Regions from separate parts of the Sus scrofa genome. Here region 2 is linked to region 1. A link is a contact called in public HiChIP or PLAC-seq data. All regions are on one chromosome and are shown on one strand. Each heading gives the region's core, a stretch centred on a gene start, on an enhancer-like site or on the middle of the called end of the contact. The rest is flanking DNA. Distances are from core to core; before and after follow the strand shown. Region 1 has its middle 55 kb from the start of EBF2. Region 2 overlaps PPP2R2A (protein phosphatase 2 regulatory subunit Balpha).

What was found. HiChIP or PLAC-seq counts read pairs in DNA pulled down with a chosen protein or histone mark.
Region 2: an H3K27ac HiChIP or PLAC-seq map of alveolar macrophages shows a contact between it and region 1. The contact joins two enhancer-like sites. A contact is called at or near these places in 1 of 47 Hi-C or Micro-C datasets (embryonic fibroblasts) and 2 of 2 datasets of contacts at active chromatin or transcription factors (alveolar macrophages and skeletal muscle).

The regions. Positions count from the first base shown.
Region 1 is chr14:10,081,097-10,084,848 of Sscrofa11.1, forward strand. No RefSeq gene overlaps it. Among named protein-coding and RNA genes, the nearest start is that of EBF2, 55 kb to the left of the region's middle. Within about 2 kb of position 2,060, at least 40 of the 83 cell types and tissues checked have an H3K27ac peak or open chromatin away from gene starts, as enhancers often do. A contact at or near this core is called in alveolar macrophages, where this site is marked.
Region 2 is chr14:10,216,695-10,220,839 of Sscrofa11.1, forward strand. All of the region lies in intron 2 of PPP2R2A (protein phosphatase 2 regulatory subunit Balpha), which reads left to right. It also overlaps the pseudogene LOC110256764. Among named protein-coding and RNA genes, the nearest start is that of PPP2R2A, 23 kb to the left of the region's middle. Within about 2 kb of position 1,312, at least 8 of the 83 cell types and tissues checked have an H3K27ac peak or open chromatin away from gene starts, as enhancers often do. A contact at or near this core is called in alveolar macrophages, where this site is marked.

The DNA of each region.
Region 1 (3,752 bases), core at 810-3,309:
AAGCACAGAGCTAAAAAGCAGTGGAGTGATGGAATATTGGCACAGGAAGGAAATGGAATGACAGCCCCATCCATGGATCATATTGTACCCTTCTCATTCAGAGTGCAACCACACACTCACTCCAGGGCCTGACAGCAGAAACGTATATGTAATTTACACACACACATATACATTAATTTATAAAAGTATAAATAGTTTTCATAACTGATTGTGGCAACCAAATTTGAGCCTGCTTAAAATCTTGTGCTATTACACACTCTTAAAGACTTTGGGGCTGATCTAAGGAATTGTGAATGATAAAGCGGCAGTTGGTTAGGAGACAATATCTGTAAAACTTTCGGCCTTTTCATTTAATTAAAATCCAATATCTGAGTGTGCCCACCCAGATGTAGGTCAGTCCGAAACTAGAATGTGAATAGCTTGTGGCGCTAGACTCCCATTCATGTGTGAAAGGAAAACCAAAACGAATTGCTATTGCTGAGCAAGCTCTAAAACGGAGCCAGGAGGCCACTGAGGAAGTGTGACTTAGGTACATCTCAGCCTGGATGGAATCTAATCCTTTGACTTTTGGGGGGGGCACACTCGCAGCATATGGAAGTTCCCAGGCTAGGAGTCGAATTGGAGCTGCCGGCCTACACCACAGCCACGGCAATGCCAGACCTGAGCCGCATCTGCGACCTATACCATAGTTCACGGCAACGCTGGATCCTTAACCTGCTGAGCGAGGCCAGGTATCAAACCCACATTCTTGTGGATAATAGTCGGGCTCATTACTGCTGAGCCACAACAGGAACTCCCTCCTTTGACTATTTATTGTCCTAACAAAGGCATTCAGAACATCTGCCTGAAACTCAAGATCCTGACTGGGGAGTTGTCATTGTGGCTCAGAGGGTTAAGAACATGACATAGTGTCTGTGAGGATGCAATTTGGGTTCAATCCCTGGTCTCACTCAGGGGGTTAAGGAAATAGTGTTGCCGCAAGCTGCAGCATAGGTTGCAGCCATGGCTCAGATCCTGCATTGGCTGTGGCCTCAGCTGCAGCTCAGATGCAGCCCCTAGCCAGGAACTTCCACATGCCAATTGCAGCCCGTAAAAAGAAAAGAAAAAAAAAAAAGATACTGTCTGGCCCCCTTACCCTGAAACAACTCGTGATGGATGACTATTTCCTTTCTTGTGTCAGAGTATCGCCTGCTGGCTTTTGCCTTTATAAGCCCCCTACTCTTTCTCTTCCCTGGAACACTCTTTCAGTTTTATCCAAATCTGTGTCTCCTGAACTTCAATTCTTTTTTTTTTTTTTTTTTTTTTTTTTTTTTTGCTTTTTTGGGCCGCACCCAAGGCATATGGAAGCTTCCAGGCTAGGGGTCAAATCGGAGCTGTAGCCATTAGCCTACACCACAGCTCACAGCAACACCGGATCCTTAACCCAATGAGCAAGGCCAGGGATAGAACCCTCTTCCTCATGGATGCTAGTGGGGTTCATTAACTGTTGAGCCACATGGGGAACTCCAAAAATAGTGTTTTTGTTTATACATCAACTGGGTTAGAACTTAGCTCAGATAATTAATAATAAATGGCCTTTCATTTCATGGATGTCCAGTGGGGTATCTGAAAGCCCACACAGTTCTTTGCTGTGCAGGACCATTCCACATTTTGGAGGGTATCTGGCATCACTGGCAAATCCCATTAAATGCCAGCGGTTCCCCTTTGTAGCAAAAAAAAAAGAAGAAAAAAGAAAAAGAAAAAAAAAATTCCTCCCACCGAGTCCCAAGAGCCCTTCTTAAAGAACCACTGAGATTCGGGGCGTGAGAACCAGGCAGGTTGTCTGGGATGGGGTTCAGCCAGGGCCTGCAGTCCTCTCATCACTAGAGCCATCGCAAGGAAGCCAGTAGAAAGCCGGTTCTTTGGTGGACCAACCCGGAGCATGGGAATCAAGGAGAAGAAGGATGCGTGAAAGAGTTCTCCTCCCGGTTCTGCACTCTGGCTCCGGGTTGCACCAGCAGCAAGACGATTGCCGCTCCCTCCCAGGCGAGGGAGCCAAAGAGCCTGCGACACGTCGAGGTGCCGCCGGGAGACCTGACTCAGCCCTCCCGGATGATACAGCAGGGCTGCTGACTGTGACCCTGGCGGTGACAGCTACTATTTATTGAATAATTAACAAGTTCGTTACTATCTTTTTCATGTAATTTTAACAACCTATTTATTACAGGCGAGAAAACAAGTTCAGGCAGTTGTAAGAAGCTGGGGAAATCAAAAGTCACTGACACAAGGCAAGGGCACTGTCGCAGAGATTCCTACCCGGCAGACTCAAAGCCGCTCGTTCCGAGTCTCCCTTGGCAGACTTCCCAGTGGGACAGCTGCCAAACTCCATCTCCGCCCGCCCGCCTTCGCGGTTGGCTGGGACTTGAGCTGAGAGGCTGGGTCCGCCACTTTCCCACTGGGCTGAGGACCGCGCTGCCAGCGCCCTCCTCTCCCGGTTTTTCTCCTACCGCGAGATCTGACGGATGGAGGGGCGCTTAGCTCACCCGCGTGATGTCTCTGGTGCCATCTCAAAGGTGTAAAGACTTGGGAAGCAGTGTCTTCTCCCAAGATGCTAGCGCTGGAAGGATTGTACTTGATTGACAGCTGCTTCCGGAGCTGACTTCTCCTTTGCCTGCACAGGCTCCTCCCCCAAGATCTAGCTTGGGATATAGGCGCAGAAGCAGGACTGAATATTCCTATTGTTTTCCTCCTGTCATCCCTTTACTGAGAGCCTGGAGAGCCCGCTTGAAGTCAATTCCTACTCCACAGAAGGCCCTTTGCTGTGAACCCTTAACCCCCTCCTTGCCAGCGTCTCCCATCCCTACCACTTACTGGGTGGGACTAGCCTGTCACTGAGCCCTGATGGCTACAGTTTTCTGTCAGTGCACAAGACCTTTGCGTCCAGGGACAGCTAGAGCTGCAATTCCACCCCACCCTTTTTAGGGCTGCACCTGTGCACATGGAAGTTCCCAGGCTAGGGGTGGAATTGCAGCTCTAGCTGCTTGTCTACACCACAGCCACAGCAATACCAGATCCAAGCTGCCTCTGCAAACCACACCACAGCTCACAGCAATGCTGGATTCTTAACCTCCTGAGCAAGGCCAGGGATCCAACCCACATTTTCATGGATACTAGTCGGATTCTTAACCCCCTGAGCCACAACGGGAACTCCCTTCCATCCTTTTAATCCTTGTAATTAAAGGGTTACATGCTCCATTGTAATTAATGAAATCGTTAGAGACAAGCACTAATAATTAAGACAATTGCCTTTTTTTTTCTTTACACTGTCACAGCACCTCATTGGATCCTCACTACAACCTTGCTAGGCGCTGTTCCTGTTACTGCCTTTCTACAGATGAGGAAGGTGGAGGCCCAAGTCACACACCTGGGACCTGGTCTTGATTCTAGCTCCTCTCACCCCAAACCCCAGTGCCCCTCAGCAAGGGGTTTATGCACCTGCTACTAAGTCCTCTGCATCTCTTGAAAACTCGTTTTACTCAAGTAATTTGGCAGTTCCTTTAAAAAGTAGAAAGATTTTGTTCTTTCTCTCAAACTTTTTTTTTTTTCCTTTGTTTTAGCCCTCCAGAGGCATATAGAGTTCCTGGGCCAGGGATCAAATCCCAGCCATAGTTTCGACCCAAGCCAAAGCTGCAGTAACCAGGGATCCTCAACCCACTGTGCCCGGCCAGGGATCAAACCTGCATCCCAGTGCTCCAAAGACAACACTGATCGTG
Region 2 (4,145 bases), core at 62-2,561, 130 kb after region 1:
TTTCTGTCATCTTCCCTTTTTCCACGAGTAGCTCCAGCCAGAAGAAGGCTCCAGGGGCTTTCTTGGTGGTCCATGAACATATGTGGTCATGTTCTTGCTCAAGACTTTGAACTTGCTCTTTTTAACCTGAAATGTACCTTACCCAACTTTTTGCATGGTCTTATTACTACCTTTATAAATTAACTGATTCCCCTTGCAACCCCACAGTATACTCTGTGCTCTGTGTCCTCTTTTTCATCCAAATTATTATTTGAAATAATCTCTCTTTTTTTTTTTTTTTTTTTTGCTTTTTAGGGCCAAACCCGTGGCATATGGAAGTTCCCAGGCTAAGGGTCTAATTGGAGCTGCACCTCCTGGCCTACACCACAGCCACAGCAACTCCAGATCCGAGCTGCATCTGCAGCCTACACCATACGTCACAGCAGTGCCGGTTTTTTAACCCACTGAGCCAGGCCAGGGATTGAACCTGCATCCTCATGGATCCTAGTCGGGTTCGAGCCACGATGGGAATTCCTATTTGAAATCATTTATTGTTTGCTTACTTATTGTAGACTTCCTCTCAAGTTTAAAGTTTTCATGCATGAGGAAATGAACTCAGTTTCTTTAGTTCTGCCACTTTTATTTTTAGCATCTTGAATAGTTTTAGACATTTAATAGTATCTGACACTTAGTGACATTCTGTAATTAATTTGTTGAATGTGTAGATAAAATTTTGTAGGGTGTTTCACATGTCCTCCCATTTAAAAATGTTTAAAACTTTGGTTTTTTTATTTTAATAAATGTATATACTTGGGTCTTTCAATTTATTAATTTATTTTGGCTGCACCTGTGGCATGTAGAAGTTCCTGGGCCAGGGCTTGAGAACCCATGCTGCAGTGGCGAACTGAGCCACAGCGGTGACAACCCTGGATCCTTAACCCACTGAACCTCCAGGGAACTCCTATGCTTGTTTTTTAAAACAAAAGAAAATAAAGTAAGCTAAAGAAGTTAATAGCATTCATATCATTCTTTTCAGTTTTGTGAACCAGTAAAATTAGGCCCAGAAAAGTACTCTGAGTCACACAAGCTATTATAGACCAAGTTGCTGTAAAAGACCCAAATTCACAGTGGTTCCCAAAATTGGAAGCTTATTTCTCTTATGTATTCCACCAGTGGTAGAGAGGATACGGAAATGGCTGAGCTGCTTTGGCCAGATTATCCAGCACCCCAGCTTTTTTTCTGTCTTTGTCTTTACCCTTCTGTACTGTATTGCTCTTATCTGCATGGCCAGATCTGGCTCACATCTGTGTTCAGCCCTTGGGATGGAGACAAAGAAAGGAGGACAAGGAGCTTCTTTTTAAGGAAGTGACGTGGAAATTTTACACTCATATCCCATTGTTCAGAACTTGGTCACATGGCCTTAGGAGAGCCAGAAACATGCAACCTCTACTTTCCTGTTAGAACTGTGTGTGTGTGTGTGTGTGTGTGTGTGTGTGTGTGTGTGTGTGTGTGTGTGTGTGTGTGTGTGTGTGTGTGTTGTTAGAGGTGCTGTCGGGAGCAGTGGGGAGTTACCAGGGTGTTCCATTCCTAAAAGGAGAAAGGGGGTTGGCCACTTTCAGGGACAGTGAATCTCTGCCATAGCTAGTAATTCTTAGAACTTTTGCTCAGGCCTGTTGACTCAGTTCAGTGTTTTCCTTCCTACCTCATTTACACGTAATAACCATTAGCTATTTTCTTCAAGATAAAAATATTACTGTAGCTTTCATTGTCAGATGAAATGTTAGTTAATGCAGAATGAAATAGGTTTCAGAGTAGTAATGGAGTTGTATCAATGGGTATATTTAATTTTGGTTATATCTTGTTTGAAGGGGTGTGGAATAGGTCTGCATCACCTTTTTAAGATGAATCCCCCACCCCCAGTTGTGAGTGCCCTATATAGACCCGTTAGAATGTCAGGGGATTATCTGGCTTAGTGATGGTTTGGGAGAAACATGCCAGCTTTGATCTTGCTTTTCATACTGGCTTGGTAGGAAAAGGCCAGTCTGGCTTTTTTTTTTTTTTTTTTTCATTATAGGTGGCTTCATAGTTTTAGAACTAAGCTAAATGTGAAATGAGGTCAGAGAGATAATATTAGATCTATACAATGAAATATGAAGAGTTAACCTTTTGGGGGCAGGAATCAGAGAGGTGGTTCTGTGAAAGGCTTGGCATCCCCTTAAAAAGAAACCCAGAGAGGGAGTTCCCGTCATGGCGCAGTGGTTAACGAATCCGACTAGGAACCATGAGGTTGCGGGTTCGGTCCCTGGCCTTGCTCAGTGGGTTAAGGATCCAGTGTTGCCGTGAGCTGTGGTGTAGGTTGCAGATGCGGCTCGGATCCTGCGTTGCTGTGGCTCTGGCGTAGGCAACAGCTCCGATTCGACCCCTAGCCTGGGAACCTCCATATGCCTCGGGAGCGGCCCAAAGAAATAGCAAAAAGACCAAAAAAAAAAGAAAGAAAGAAAGAAACCCAAAGAAAAGAGCTTCCCCCTTTTTGCAACAGTGTATGAGAATCTATTTGGAGCTGCTATATTCCCTTCCTCTTTCCCTTTCTTCTTCAACTTTTTATTTTGAAAATTTTTAAGCCTGCCAAGAAGTTGAAAAAATACAGTGATAACTATTGTTTGTTTTACATATATTCACCAGTTGTAAACATTTTGCCACATTTGCTTTATCTACATCTGCACTCTGGCCCCTAAATTTTTTGAAAGTAAGTTGAAAACAGCATGATGTTTTACCCATAAATAAACCAGCATTTATTCTCTTAAGAACATTCTCTTATACAACCAGAATACCATTATGATTCCCAAGAAATTTAGCATCAATTAACAAATGTTCTCTGTTACACATTCTTTTTTTAAAATCCAAAATATGTTTATTGGGATGATTTCCTTTTCATCTTGATTTGGGGTGCTTTTTTAGTGCTGCTTTTGTCTGAAGGAGCATCCTTCTGTAAGCCTTGCTTTTCCTCCTGTAGACTGGCAGAAAGTATTGTTTGTGCATGGCTAAAGACAGTGATGATTTTATAGCATTCTGGGCATTTCACATCCATGAAGTGGGAATTGGGGCTCTGTAACAGGCGCTGATGTTTGTGGAGAGTGGTGAAGGAGATCCTTTTTGAGAGGCATATTCTTCTGGGGAGATTGTCACCACTGAAGGACCACAGCCCATTTTTGTCTTTTTTGTTTTTTTTTAAGGGCTGCACCTGAGGCATATGGAGGTTCCCAGGCTAGGGGTCGAATTGGAGCTAAAGCTGCTAGTCTACTCTGCAGCCACAGCCATGCTGGATCTGAGCTGTGTCCGCAACCTACATCACAGTTCACCACAATGCCAGATCCTTAAACCACTGAGCAAGGCAAGGGATGGAACCCGCATCCTCATGGATATTATTCCGGGTCATTAACCACTGAGCCATGATGGGAACTCCAACCACAGCCCATTTTTAAACTTCCCCAACTAACTCAAAAACTATCCTTGGAGTTCCTGTACAGCTCAGTGCAAGCAAATCTGACTATCATCCATGAGAATGCAGGTTCAGTCCCTGTCCTCGATCAGTGGGTTAAGGATCTGGTGTTGCCATGAGCTGTGGTTGTAGGTTGCAGATGTGGCTCAGATCCCGCATTGCTGTGACTGTTATGTAGGCCAGTGGCTGCAGCTCTGATTCAACCCCTAGCCTGGGAACCTCCATATACTGTGGGTGTGGCCCTAAAAAAAAAGGCTTTTTTTTTTTTCAATCTAGGATCTAGTCAAAACATTCTGTTAATTTTGGAGAGTCAAGACTTGTTAATATATCTCACTCTCTGGATTTTACCAATTGTTTCCTCATAATTGAAATCTAGCTACATTTTTGGCAAGACATATTACATGTAAGTGTACCTAAAGTGTAATTCCTGGTGCATCAAATCATAAATTTGCCCCATTATTGATGGTTCTTAGTTTGAACACTTGCTCATGTAGTCTGCCAAATCTCTTCAGAAAAGAACCCCTCCCCCTTGTGATTCATAAGTGGATCATTGGTGGTTGCCTGAGGCAGTTACTACATTGGTGGATGCAAAGTGGTGATTTTCCTATTTCCCCAACCTTTCCTCTCTTTTTAGTGTCAATGTGGACTCCTACGTTCTTTTTTCTTC